Linked DNA regions of Ovis aries: region 2 is linked to region 1. Evidence: chromatin contacts called from public Hi-C data. All regions are on one chromosome and are shown on one strand. The core of a region is the stretch at or near the end of the contact, and the rest is flanking DNA. Distances in the headings are between cores, read along the strand shown.

Region 1 (6,783 bases), core at 1,698-4,197:
AGTAAGAGGGCAGAAACTTTACTCTAGCTCAGACTGCCAGTCCTAGCTACCTTCTCCTCCCCTCACATCTGAGCCCTGAGCCTGCCTCGTGACTGAGCCAGAGCCGGGCCGGGTCAGCTCTGGCTGAGCAGGTGGACCCCCACAGGGCTGGGAAGCCCCTCTGGAGCCCACTGTGAGCGCAACCCTCTCCAGGTTCTCACCCTGCAGGTGGAAGAAGACACCTTCATCATCAGGCACTAACAACGTGCCAGGCCCTGTGCTCCACCCTTCTTGCAACCTCACAGCCCTCTATGAGGAAGGCATCCTTCTCATTTCTCAGCAGAGAAGCCTGAGGTCAATGGAGGTGCAGCGACTATGGAGTGAGGATAAACAGGACTGGTCCTCCTTTGGAATTCAGGATGTGAATTAATCAGGGAAATTGACTTTCTAGAAAATGCTGTGGAAATGCTAAACAGGGTTAATTAGAAGGAGAGGGAAGCCTGGTGAGCTGCAGTCCACAGTGTCGCAGAGTTGTGACTTAGTGACTGAACAAAGAGGCCCTGGAAAATAAAGCATTGAAGATACAGAAAAACAGAAATGAAAACAGTCAGGATGGGAGCGCCCCTGCCAGATGGCATCTGGCATTAACAGCAACAGCTGCACCAACGGACGCTGACCTCAGGAGAGGCAAGGGGCCTGGGGTCCCGCTACAGATCATCACTGTTGGCTCCAGTCCTAGGTGGAGGCAGAGGCAAAAACAAGAGGTCAGACAAGGTGGAGGAGACCATGCCTGCCCATGCCCGCCCCTGGTCTCCTGCCCACAACAGACAAGAGACTCTATTTAGTGGAAGGCTGACCAGGGAATGTAGACCTGTTCCAAGGAGGTCATCACCCCATCCCAGAGGAAGGTCCCTGAACAGCTGTGGCTGTGTCCCTGCCTGCCTGCGGAGTGAGCCAGTGAACCTGCCAGTTGGACAGAGAACAAATAACAGCATGATGTGGCCAAAATGAGCTGGAGGAAAACATGGCAATGACTTTGGAAGGGCACAACTAGCCCATGCAATGTGGTAGGGAAAATAGGATCTGGAGTCAAAGGTATGATTTGGGCCCCTGTTCTTTGTTCATGGAACACATACTCACTGAGCACCTCCTATGGATGATCCATGCCCCAAAGTCAGCATGTTGGTGGTACAGTGGTGAGCATAGAGTTACCTTCCAGGGATTCCCAAGTGGCTCAGTGGTAAAGAATCCACCTGCCAAGGTAGGAAAGGCAGGTTCAATCCCTGGGTCAGGAAGATCCCCTAGAGGATGTAAGGGCAACACACTCCAGTATTCTTGCTGGGAAAATTCCATAGATGGAGATGACTGGCGGGTTCTAGTCCACGGGGTCACAAAAGTCGGACTCGACTGAGCACATATGCACAACCATACACAGCTGTATTCCAAAGTAAGCAACGGAGAGACAGACCACCAGGTGCAGACAGCATAGTGAGGGAGGAGTAAACAGAAACAATCTCGGGCACTGAGTGCCTGACTGACGGATAGATGCACAGGGGCTGTGGAAGCTCAGTGGAGGCAATTTAACCCCACTCAAAGAGGATCAGGTGTGTCTCCAGAGATGATGCCTAATCTGGTAGCTGGCAGCACTTCCTCAGATGGACAGTAGAGGGAAAAGCCTTCCAGTCATTGGGAGTAGCAACTACACAGCACAAGCATAGAAGAGAGATTTAAGCAAACTCTATGTAATTAGGATTCCCACTGGCTGTAGTGTAGATTGAAATGGAGGCGTGAGAGATGGGGCTCTGCCAATTTACCTGCTTCATGACCTTGGGCAAGCCATATAACCAACCACTCAGACTGTGAACCATTCTCTGGGATAGCAAAAGATATGCAGTTTTATAAGCATCTATGGCACATTCTCTGTGAGTCAGGCACTGTATCAGGTTGGTGCTGGGCCTATGGAAATGTGTAAAAGCTACAAATCCCTACTCTCAGGAAGCACATGATCTCGTGGAAGACAGACACTGTGCAACGTGTCAAAGTTCTGGACAAAGCACCAGGGAGAAGGAGGCAAGAAATGTTGCTCGAAGAAGAGGTGATGAGGAGGTATTCTACCAAGTGGACAGAGGGGAAAAAAAATTTTTTTTAAGCAAAGGCAAGGAGGAAGGACAAGGCACTGATGTATTCACAGAACAGGTCATAAGGTAAGGTACAGGGTGCAGGAGAGACAAGGGGTGACTGAGACACCAGCCTGGGACACACGTGCCTAAACCCCTGTTGTCCATGACAGTGACAACAGATGTGCAAGCAAGACCCAGGCCCAAGCAGGTTCACAGGTCATCACACTTTACGAGGGGCCTCAAAGGCAAGCCCTCCAAGTAACATGGCCATCTGGTATCTAGTCTGGGCCCAGTTCCCCAGCATTCCAAAGAGACGAGCTTGAGGGTCCTGGGGGGAGAATAAGTATAGCCTTTCAGGTCACATATTGAGAAACTGAAGCCCCCAGGGGCAGGGTGACTTGCCCCAAACCCTGAGATTATACAGTCGCTTGCGACACCCAAGGGCCACAATGCGCCCTCTTTGGCTCCGAAGAAGCACCGAGACAATGAGACAAAGGAGTGGTCGATGTTGTACGGCCGATAAGCCAAGAGTTTGCAAACTCCGGAACCACACCTCCCGCCCTTCTCTCCAGCCAGTACCTTGCGGACGCCCTCTCCTCCTTCCCTTCCTCTTCCGGCTCCTCCCCTCCGGCCTGCCGGCCTCTTCCGGCTCCTCCTCTGGAGACACGCCCCTTCCGGTCTCTCCCCTAAAGAACGGCCCCCTTTCCGGTTTCTTCCTCCAGGAGTCCTTCTCTTCCGGTTTTCAGCTGAGGCTCCGCCCCCGTCTTTCCTCGCGTTACGGAAAGACTTGCTCTAGGTTGCCCGTCCCCGGAAGTGACGGTAAAGGCTCGCCCCCTCGGGAAGTGACAACAGAAGTGCCCTTGACCGGTGCGGAGGGACCCGCTGTGCATCCCTCCGCTCTCGCTGCAGGGAGGTAGGAGGCCCTTGGGGTGGCTCGAGGTGATGTCGCGGCTGAGGCACACTGCAGGCGTTTTCCTGTGCGGGCCGGCGGCCCAGCGGGCGGAGACCGTGGAGGGGGGAACCTGTCTTCCGAGGAGCCGGGGTCCCTGCTGACGTCCAGTTCCCCAGTTCCTTCTACACACACGTCCCTCCTTTTTAGTTCCCCCACATTCCTGCCCCCATGCCTCTTCGTTGCTCCCTGAATTGTGGTTCCTCTTTCCTGATCCTTTGACAACCCTCTCTTTGTCTTTAATTTTCCATTAAAATACTTTTAGGGAGAGTAATCGATAGAGTAAGAATTTCTCAGACCGCCTTGGGTTCCATTGTTGACTCTTATTTAATAATGTATTTTGGGCATGTCACAATTTACCTGAGCCTCGGAATCCTTTTGAGTGATAGCGTTATTGAAACATTCGCAACGTTGATCTAGGAAGACTAATGTACGTAAGATACCTGACTGTTAGGGGATGCTTTGTAAATATTGGTTCCTCCTCTTCTGTTGTAATTCCGTAAGATCCTGATTCATTGGTTGTCGACCCAGTTTTCTGGTACTGTTTGTTTTTGTTTTTTTTTTTAACCTGTGCTGGTTATTGATTCCTTCCCTTTGATTCTCATCCTTTACTCACCTCTACTCCAGAAATCTTATGGATTATTTTCCAGCGTTTTACTTCTGGTCCTGCGTCTTGAACCTCCCCCTCACCAACCACCACCACCACCACCACCACCGTACTCCCACATGCGTCTTTATTATTATTTCCTGATATGTTGACTGCCCCCACTGTCCCTGCCTCTTCCCCTCACAGATGGCTCAGCGACTTCTTCTGAGGAGGTTCCTGACCTCCATAATCTCTGGGAAGCCCTCTCAGAGTCGGTGGGCACCCGTTGCCTCCAGGGCCCTGCAGACCCCACAGTACAGTCCTGGTTACCTGACAGTAGCACCCAGCCAAGCCCGGTCTATATACACCACCAGAGTCTGTTCAACAACCTTTAACATCCAAGATGGACCTGACTTTCAAGACCGAGTTGTCAATAGTGAGACACCAGTGGTTGTGGATTTCCATGCACAGTGAGTCCTGGGGTTTCGCGAAAGCCTGGGGTATGGCTTGTTCAGGTATTTATTTATTGAGAGGCTTCTGTGTCTCAGTACTCCGTTTGATACTTCTCATAGATGGACTCGGGGTCACAAAAAGTCAGATACAACTAAGTGAATGAACAACAACATACTTAGACTCATTGCAAAGGCTGAGGAGACCCAATCCCTTCTCGCAAAGATTACGTGTAGTTTGATAGGAGACAGACTAGTAAACAGTCTTCAGAACTCACTCCGTATATCTATGGCTTATTTATGTTGATGTATGACACAAATCAATGCAATATTGTTAAACAATTATCTTTCAATTAAAAATAACTTTTAAAAACTCACTATGATTAGTGCTTGGAAGCACTTATATTCTGTATCTCACTGCCCAAGAGGCTCAGGTCGTTTTCAACTCAGGGAAAACATGCCTCTAGCATCATCTGCCCTTTGGTGTATACCAAATGTATACAGATCCCTGCAGAGAGTTAGTTTTATTTTAACCTCTTGCCATCCAGACTGGAAAGGGCTGGCAAAAAGTTTTCAGTGCCATTGCAGTGGTGCCCACACTTGCAGGCCATGGGCAGAGAGTTTCTTTCCAATGCTGTATGAGTTCGTTTTAGGGATATTTAAGTGCCTATGGTCTTCTGGTGGTTGGCCTGGCCTTCTTCATTTCTGGACCTTTGAGACCTGGCTCAATGTCTGACTCCAAAACAACTGGACAAACCCCTCAAAATAGGGCAGCCTGAAAGGAACCAGTGTAGCCTGAGTTAAAAGTTGGAAGGCCTTCTGGACAAACCACTGACAGATTCTTTTGGTTTTGTTCCTATTCTTTCTCTGACTCACCATGTACCTTGGGCAGGCCATGTGGTGGCCTTGTTCCTTCTTGTCTTCACTTGTGGTGGGAGATAAAGCCTTGCAGACTGGGTTTTTAGGTGTTGTGAGTTTATTTGTTGGAATCTCTGAATGCAAAGGGTTTTAAAGGCTGAGAATAAAACGGGAGTCACCAACCAAGGATTCATGGAAGGCAGAGCTATCCTGCCATCCTGGTCTGGTGAGTACACCAGAGAGAGCTTCCAAGATGGATGAAGAGTTGGCTGATGCCTCATCTTCTTCCCCACCAAGAAAGCAAGGGTTGAATTTGTTCATTGAGTGCCAGCCACTGTCCTTAGTGCCACATACTTAGGGATAACAGCCTAGGCTTACCACTTGGAGGGGAACATCTGTGTCCAGTGCAGTCATGGCGGTTGACCCAGGGCCTCAGGGATCACAGAGTAACCTGGGCCTCAAAGAGGACCCTTGGAACACAGTCTTGGATGCAGTCCCAGACCTTGCACAGTTCTGGGAACTTGTATGGGCCTCAGTTTCTTAGGAAGATTTTTTTTTTTTTTTCCTTTGCTAGGTTGACGGTTCTGAGTAGTAAAAACTGAAGAGGTCCTGGTGCTGTGACTGGCATGTCATGAAACTCCCTAGCCACTGGTTTCTGCTACCTTAGTTCTGAGGCTGTGAGGTGTTTGAAGTAACTCCGCAGCTTACAAAGCACATTTATCCACATCGTGTTAGTTAATTTGTCATCACAGCTTTGACAGCCACAGTCTCTTTCACATGAAGAAACTGAGGCTTCAGAATAATTAGCTGATTGGTGAGAAAGCCTGTCTTTGAACCTAAACGTTTTAACTTCAAATCCCATTTTCCTCTGTACAACAGTTTATTTCTTTTAGGTAGAGTGAAATTAGTGAAATAACTCTTCTAAGAATCTTAGGATGAGGCCCATGTTATTAGAAATCCAGGACCTGTGAAAATTCCCTGGTTACAGAGTCTCCTGTAATTAACCGGCATGTCAGCATTGCAGGTTAACATTCACACACTGTAGGGAGAGGTAACCAGGGGAGAGGGTCCAGCAGAGAGACGTAGGATGAGGGAAGGTCCCAGAGGACTATAGATCATTGGGCGAGCACTTTTGTGATGGGATGCTTCTTTCTTCCCTTCCAAGGTGGTGTGGTCCCTGCAAGATCCTGGGGCCCCGGTTAGAGAAGGTGGTGGCCAAGCAGCATGGAAAGGTGGTGATGGCCAAAGTGGATATCGATGATCACACAGACCTCGCCCTAGAGTATGAGGTATGGATCGGCAGGGGATTGCTACAGGGCAGCTGGTGGGGGTGCTTGGGGTCACGGGGTAGCTGGAAATGTCTTAGGGACCAGCAGGGAGTCAGTAAGGGGGTGTCCTGATTCTTTCTAGAACTCTCAGGGGTTTAGAACTTTGCAGCTGTGACTCCATTAATCTTCTGAGCCTTCTGTCTCTCTTCAATACCTTTAGGAACTGGGATGTATGATCCCAAACACCAGGTTTTTCTCTGAGTCTCAGGAAGTTGATGGCCCTTCCTCATTCATGGATTCATCTATCCGTCCCTGCAGTGTGCCAGGCGTACATGATGCTGGCACAAACAAGATGAGCTCCTTGTCCCAAGGGGAGCAGGGAGGGGAGTAGAGGGGACAAGGAATGTGTCACGTTAGAGGGACCCTCTGAGCAGAGCTGTGAAGAAGGCAGGGCCAAGAGCACACAGACACGAAGACATGAGCTGCTCTCCCGTGTTTGATTGACTTGTCCATTTCTTCAGCAGACATGTATCCAGAGTGCCTTCAATGCCAGGGCTGTGACTCGGGGCTGAGG
Region 2 (6,783 bases), core at 2,135-4,634, 260 kb before region 1:
CAGAGTTGCCTGGGTCTCTGGCACCTTCATTTCATGACCCAGCAACCAGCACAGGGCCTGGCCCAGAGCAGGCACTCAAGAAAAGCTTATTAATGAAAACAGAAAGAGTACACCAAGCAATGGAAAAAAACATTGGTCCCAAGATCAGGAGACCTGAGGTTGGTTCTGATTCTTCTTGCATGAGCCTGGGCTCTCTGTGGGCCTCAGTTTCCTTACCTGAGAAATGGAAGGAATGATCCCTTCCACTTCCCAGAGTCATTGCATCCTATAAGAGATAGGATGTGAAGTGTGTAGCACATGTCTGGAATATTGAATGCTCAATCAGCAGGAGCTATTAGTGCAAGGAACTCAATCAATATTTACTCTCTAGGATGGAAAGAACTGTGAGAGGATTAGAGGCAGGAGAGGTCCCAGTAGGGGCCAAGAGGTTGATGGTCTACCTGCCTTCAGTTCCCCCCTTCACCAGCCTTGTGACCTTGGGCATCTGATTTCACCTCATTTGGGTCTCAGTCTCCCTGTTTATCAGAGATGATACATGTCTCAAAGGGGTTATTGTCAATATCAAACAGGAACATGAATAGTAAGTTAATGAATTCTTTAGAGCACTCAAACTGAGGCCAGCTCTCAGTGTGGGCTTGGCAAATGCCAGCTCTGTTATAGCGGCTCAGGGAGGGGTTAGACTAGGATATCTCAAGCGTCCTTATGGCTCCCAAACTCTCTGGTCCCCTAAAACCCAGTGATAGTCATGCGGCTGTTGTTTCATCATCAACAGGGTATAGAAGGCCCTTGGGATGGCGGAGTGAAATGGGAGAACTCACCGTATGGGGTTTACCACCTCTATGCGTGTGCGTTAGTTGCTCAGTCATGTCTGACTCTGCGACCCCATGGAGGCTCCTCTGTCCATGGAATTCTCCACACAAGAATACTGGAGTGGGTTGCCATTTCCTTCTCCAGGGAACGTTCCCCACCCAAGGATTGAACCCAGATCTCCTGCATTGCAGGCAGATTCTTTACAGTCCTGAGCCACCAGGGAAGCCCCTCTGGGAAGACATAAAATGCTCTTACAACAGTATTAACCAAAATCACACCCAGGAACAGGAAGGAAAGGGCCAGGGCAGATGTGGTGCTGAGGAGGACAACCCCATAAAGGAGGTGCAATTATTACCCCCCCACCCCTTCACAGATGAGGAAACTGAGGTTCCCAGAGGTATTACCCCCAGACGGATCTCAGCATCTGAGCCCCATGGAGCTGCCTCAGGAGGTTGACTCACTCAAGGGGTCCTTTAAGGGATTAACAGGATAGTCTGGAGGCAGAGGCAGGAAGACCAGGAGAGGCTTTGTGACTCACCGAGACCTGGGGAGTCTGAGACAGACTGCCTGATGTCTCCCAAGAAAACAAGTTAGTAAGTCGGAATGCAGGAGACAGGTCTTAACCATAACACCAGGAATGATTGGCAAGGAAAGATAATTCCAGACAACTTGCATTGTTTCAGTCCTGATTCAAGACTGAAGCATTTGCAGCAGTTTGTAGAACATGTGTGTGTTCATTGCCCTGAGAAAGATTGGCAGCCACAGTAAGACACCCGGCAGGTGAGAGAGGTTCCATGTAAATGAAAGGCATGTGTGTGCATGCTCAGTCATATCCAACTCTTTGCAAGCTCATGGACTGTAGCCCACCAGGCTCCCCTGCCCATGGAATCTTCCAGGCAAGAATACTGGAGTAGGTTGCCATTTCCTATTCCAGGGGATCTTCTCTACCCGGGGATCGAAACCACATCTCCTGTGTCTCTTGCATTTGCAGCCAGATTCTTTACCACAGTGCCACCTGGGAGGCCCTAAATGAAAGGCATATGAAAGCAAATTCTGGAGGCTGCATCTTCCCTGTGGGGGGGGGGGGGGGTCGCTGTTCTTCCCTTTCAGCACCAGCCATCCCAGAGGAACCGGCAGGAGTGAGAAAAGGGGTGCAGGCATCTGGCCAACATGACGGTGATGATAAACCCAATCTGTTCAGTAAATCTCTTCTCATTCATTCATTCATCACTGCTGAACACCTACTGTGTCTCAGGCACTTACAGTCTCAGGGCAACCGAAGAAGGTGGATTCTACGAGCCCCTTTCAAAAGTGAGGAAACAGACTCAGGGCCACTTGCCCAGGTCAGGAAGACGACAGTGATTTCAGTCTCGGGTACCTGACCGCAGAGCAAGAGGGGCCTCCCGGGAAAGTCAGCCTCCTTGGGAGGTGGGGGGCGGGGAAGGGAAGTATTCAGGATGCTTGCTTTCATTCCAGGTGTGGTATATGATACGTTCTCCACTCACAAGACGGGCTGGGCTCAGCGGAAAGTACAACTTCAAATTCCTGAGTCCAACCGCTCCCCCACATCCTCCACTTGTCCTTTGTCCATAGACATCACTTTTAACACTTTCGTATTTAAAGCACATAACATCCCTGGGCTTTAAGGAGCCAAAGACTGGATTTCTTGATGCACTTTACGTCCACGCTCCCTGGAATCTTGGAGGGGCGAAAAGCGCTGCTTCAGCGAGGTCAAGCTGGCTCAAAGCTCGGCCTGGGCAAGCGCACCTCGGTCCAGTGCGCCGGCGCCGCTCCAGTCTCCCGCGCTCTCGAAAGGCCCCCTTCATGGGCGAACCCACTTCCAGAAGGGCAGGAGGGTACGGCGAGTCCCCATTTCTCCCAAAGATGGGCCTAGCCAGCCACTGACCAATCAGAAAGCTTGTTTTATCACCGCTTCTGGATATACTAGGTTGGAGCTGCTTTTCCCTGAACTTTCAAGCCGTGCGGGGACGGGAGGCGGAAATGATTGACATCTTCTGCAACTATTAGTCAAGCGAGATAAACTTGAAGAGCAGTTACTACTACGAATTATCTGGCGAGGAAAGGCTGTTAGCCCTGCCCCCTTCTCTCACTGGTCTCCGTGAGCTCTAGTCGGGGCGGGAGTTTTTGATGGCAGCCAATCGATGGCCAGCGAGGAGGAGGGGGGACGAGGAGGCGGGGCAGGCGGGCGGTGGTTGCCCTGCGATCGCAGCCACAGTGGGGCTGGGGGCCGGAGGGTGTCTAGGTCACTGTTCCCGAACCACACTGCCGGGGGCTGGACTGGGTTCGGGAGCCGCATCGCCTCCCTGGCACCTTCCCGGCTTCCTTCTGAAGAACTTGACCCCTTCTAGCGCTCCTCCGCGCCCCACCGCGATCCTAGCGCCAGATACCGCCCCGCGGGCTGCCCGGAGGGTCCAGGCCCCATTGTCCCGGTCCCCACCGCGGCCACTGGCCCCTTGAGCGCCAGTTCTCCCTACTCCCCTTCCCAGACAGGGCCACCAACGCCTCCAGCAGCCGCTCTTCTCTTGTCTGGTCCGTGGAGGTGGTTGGTTACCATGGTGAAGCTGGCAGCCAAATGCATCCTGGCAGGTGAGTCTGAAAACTTGCGGGCGAATACAGTGTCCGGAGTCCAGAGACTTCATAAATTGTTGAGAACTTTTGTTCACGTAAGTTGTCTACCGTCTTTCCCTTTCTCTCTTCCAAAGGCGAGTTAATGCAGTTACTGATAGAGTAAATTCCATTAGGCACGGGATAATCATCTTCCAGAGCACACTTGGAGCTGCGGCTGGTTTCCTTCGCTCCCTGTCACACTCTGAGACCCCCGTCAACAATTGGAGCTGTACTCAAGAGGAGCAGACTGGCTTTTAACAAAATCAGGCTAAGCTCACCATAAATGCTTTAACGAAACCATGTGCTGTACTCCAAAGTTAGGCATCGGTGACTTAGGTGGATTATGGACCTGGGACCTCAGAGCACAGATGTACTTTCCTGAGTCCTTGCTGCGTTGCCAGGCACATGTATTTCATTTAACCCTTTCACAGTAGGTAGCACCCTGGAGTAGGGCTTCCCTGGTAGCTCAGCTGGTAAAGAATCTGCTTGCAGTGCAGGAGAACCCGGTTCAATCCCTGGGTCAGGAAGATCCCCTGGAGAAGGGAATAGCAACCCACTCCAGTATTCTTGCCTGGAGAATCCCCATGGGCAGAGGAGCTTAGCGGGCTACAGTGCGTGAGGTTGCAGAATCTGACACAACTGAGCAACTAAGCACAGCATGACACCCTGGGTTAGATGCTGAATTGTTCTGACCTCATTGAGGACTGAGATGAAGTCTCTTGCCCAAGGTCACCCCCGAGTGAAGGAAGGTCCTAGCCAGGATTCCCACCCTCCAGATCTGCTCACCCCCGTAATTCTTAACTTGTGTTACTGTTAAACCTGTGACCTTTCCAGGTTTTTCTGACCAATTCAGGAAAGAAGCAGTGAGAGATTATGTAGAGAAAATGGAGATTCTTTTTTTTTTTTATTCTTCTCTTTCAGACTGAAAGGGGTGGTGTTTGTAATGACTTTTCCAGTTTGGAAGTAAAAGGGTCACACAGAAAGATGACTGATCGAAGTCACTCAGATCATGCTGGAGCAAAAGAAATGAATGGTCTTCAAAAGCAGTGTCTAGTTTCCAGAGCACCAGCGGGGGCAGTATTGTGCAACAAAAATAATTCTACAGATTGGCTGTGTCCTCTTGGACAAAGCGCTTCTCTGAGCCTCAGTCTCCTCATGGATAAGGTGAAGACGTTTTTCTCTGAAGTTAGATTTTTGTTTTTTTAAATGGGCTTCTCTCTCTGACTGTTCTTTCTCCTATTTCTTTTTTAAATCAACTTCTATCACGAGGCTAACTTACTGAGCATCATCTTTGTGCCTGCGCTGTGCTATACGCTCAGCACAGGTCATCTCAACAGCTCTATGGGGTCAGGATTATCGTCATTCTCCTCTACAGATGGGGTAGCTGAGGCCTAGAGAGGTTGGGGCATTTGCCCTGGGTCACACAGCTGGATTTGGCTGAGCTGGTATCTAGACCCAGGTGATCTGATTTCCAGGGCTTGTTCTTAGCCCCACAGGCTACCATCACAGGCCTTGATTCTAGACTCCTTGTCCTTTATACTCACACCCTCAGATACTAGTTTTACCTGATTTCATCCGTGGCCTTAATAGTCGTTCCTAAACTCCAGCCCAGCCCTCAATCTGTAGCCTCCTTTTGAGGCCTTAAGGATATCTGTCTCATCTTGGAAGTTTCCAGGGACCAACAGAGCTCAGTGCAGGGAATCACTATGCCCAGCCCATCTCCACCCCACCACATGCACCTCCTCCCGCACTGACCAGCTCTTTAAATGGAGTCAATCTGCATCTGTTCTCTCACAGAACTAACTACCAAAGGTCCTGATAATTCAAGTGCTTATTCAGTCCTCATATTTACTGAGCACCTACTATGTGTAAGTCACCACGCAAGGTGCACTGGGAATCCCAGGATGAACCCAGCCCACTCCCACACTGAAGGAAGCCCTGGATTGCACACAAACGCTTATAACGCAGCAAACACCCTTTGTGTGCCAGCTCCCAGAGGAATACCTCAAGGCACAGCTGCTAATTGTGTGCTGCTTCAGATGAAGAGAGAAAGCAGCACTTAACATTTATCTGTATTTTATGTGCTTCCAGATCACTTAAATATTACTTAATATATGTCAGGTGCTGTAAATGTTAACTCCTTAAATCCTCATAATGATTCTCTGAGATGGGTATTGTTATTCCCCATTTTGGAGATGTAGCAGCTGAGACCCAGAGAGATTACAGAACCAAGGTCACACAGCTCATAAGCCTTGGATCTGGGATCTGTGCCCTGAGTACCATGGACTTAGTGCCTCTTGGCAGACATGGGGGTGATGATTGTGCCCCCCTGGAAGGTTGCTCTGCCTAGTCTCCTGCCACCAGCAGTGAGCCACAGTAGCCAGGCAGGTAAAGACAGAGGACCGAGAGATGACCTTCAGAGGCTGGTCATCAGAAGGACATTCTTTGAGCTTTGCCTGGCAGAAAATTGAGCAGGATTAGGATTTGTATTAGGGAGACCTAGAAGAAGATTTTCTTTGAGGAATTATCAGGGAGCAAGAGAATAGGAGGGTAGAGCCCAGATCTTGTGTAAGGGATAGTCGGAGACAGGATTGGAAGGTAGAGAAGGATACAGTGGAAAGCATCTTTGGATGGGCTCTGTGAGCACATCACCAGAGGAAAGCTCTGTTTTAGGAAGGCCTGTCTGTTGATGCCAAACTCAGGGTGAAAGAAAAGCAGCAAGAAAAAACAAAACGGAAATAGGGCCAGCTGGGAAGTTTTTGCAGTCCAGACCTAGACAAGAAAACAGAAGATACATTAGGCATTTCAGCAGAGAGGTTCTAATGTATGGAACTGGTTCATCGGGTGTCAGAGACTGAAAAACCCAGGAGACAACATTGTCATGACACTGAAGGGGTAGGTAGAGATCAGCGTTTTCAGAAGCTTGAAGAAGAACCTCCCCCACCCCCCGAGCCAGGATCCAGATTGCCAAGGAGGGGACACTGCCCGGCTGGGGCGGTATCCGGTGTGTGATGTCAGCACTTGTCATAGATCACTAGGACCCATTGCCCGCTAGCCGGGAGCTCAGTCCTGTGTTTAGGGAAAGACAATTCCAGCCTGTCCCAAGGGGCTTTGTCTTAAGATCACTTCTAGTACTGAGTGCTACATGAGGTAGGGTCCAGGCAAAAAGCTGAAACTACACTCAGTATCTAGATAGTGAGGATTTAGCATGGGATGTTCATTAAACACGTACTGGAGGGCTGGGAAGACAAATGGGAACAGCGAGGCAGCACAGAGGAAATGCAGGAAGGAGCCTCACCCCAGGGCTGCAGGAATAGAGGGAAGATGGCTGGGTATCAGAACCCC

The links. A called contact is a pair of places that touch in the nucleus more often than the background predicts.
Region 2: a contact with region 1 is called in a Hi-C map of tail adipose tissue, with 5 times the contacts expected there. The contact joins the promoter of IFT27 here to the promoter of TXN2 in region 1. A contact is called at or near these places in 2 of 16 Hi-C or Micro-C datasets (blood and tail adipose tissue).

What each region holds. Positions count from the first base shown.
Region 1 is chr3:180,536,573-180,543,355 of ARS-UI_Ramb_v3.0, reverse strand. It overlaps TXN2 (thioredoxin 2), which reads left to right and starts at 2,947. Exons shown (of 4, transcript XM_004006719.5): 1 at 2,947-3,012; 2 at 3,842-4,104; 3 at 6,107-6,230. The coding sequence starts at 3,842. It overlaps LOC105610956 (a long non-coding RNA gene), which reads right to left and starts at 2,758. Exons shown (of 3, transcript XR_001434419.4): 1 at 2,679-2,758; 2 at 1,120-1,232.
Region 2 is chr3:180,798,210-180,804,992 of ARS-UI_Ramb_v3.0, reverse strand. IFT27 (intraflagellar transport 27) reads left to right here and starts at 3,384. Exons shown (of 7, transcript NM_001126366.1): 1 at 3,384-3,417. The coding sequence starts at 3,384.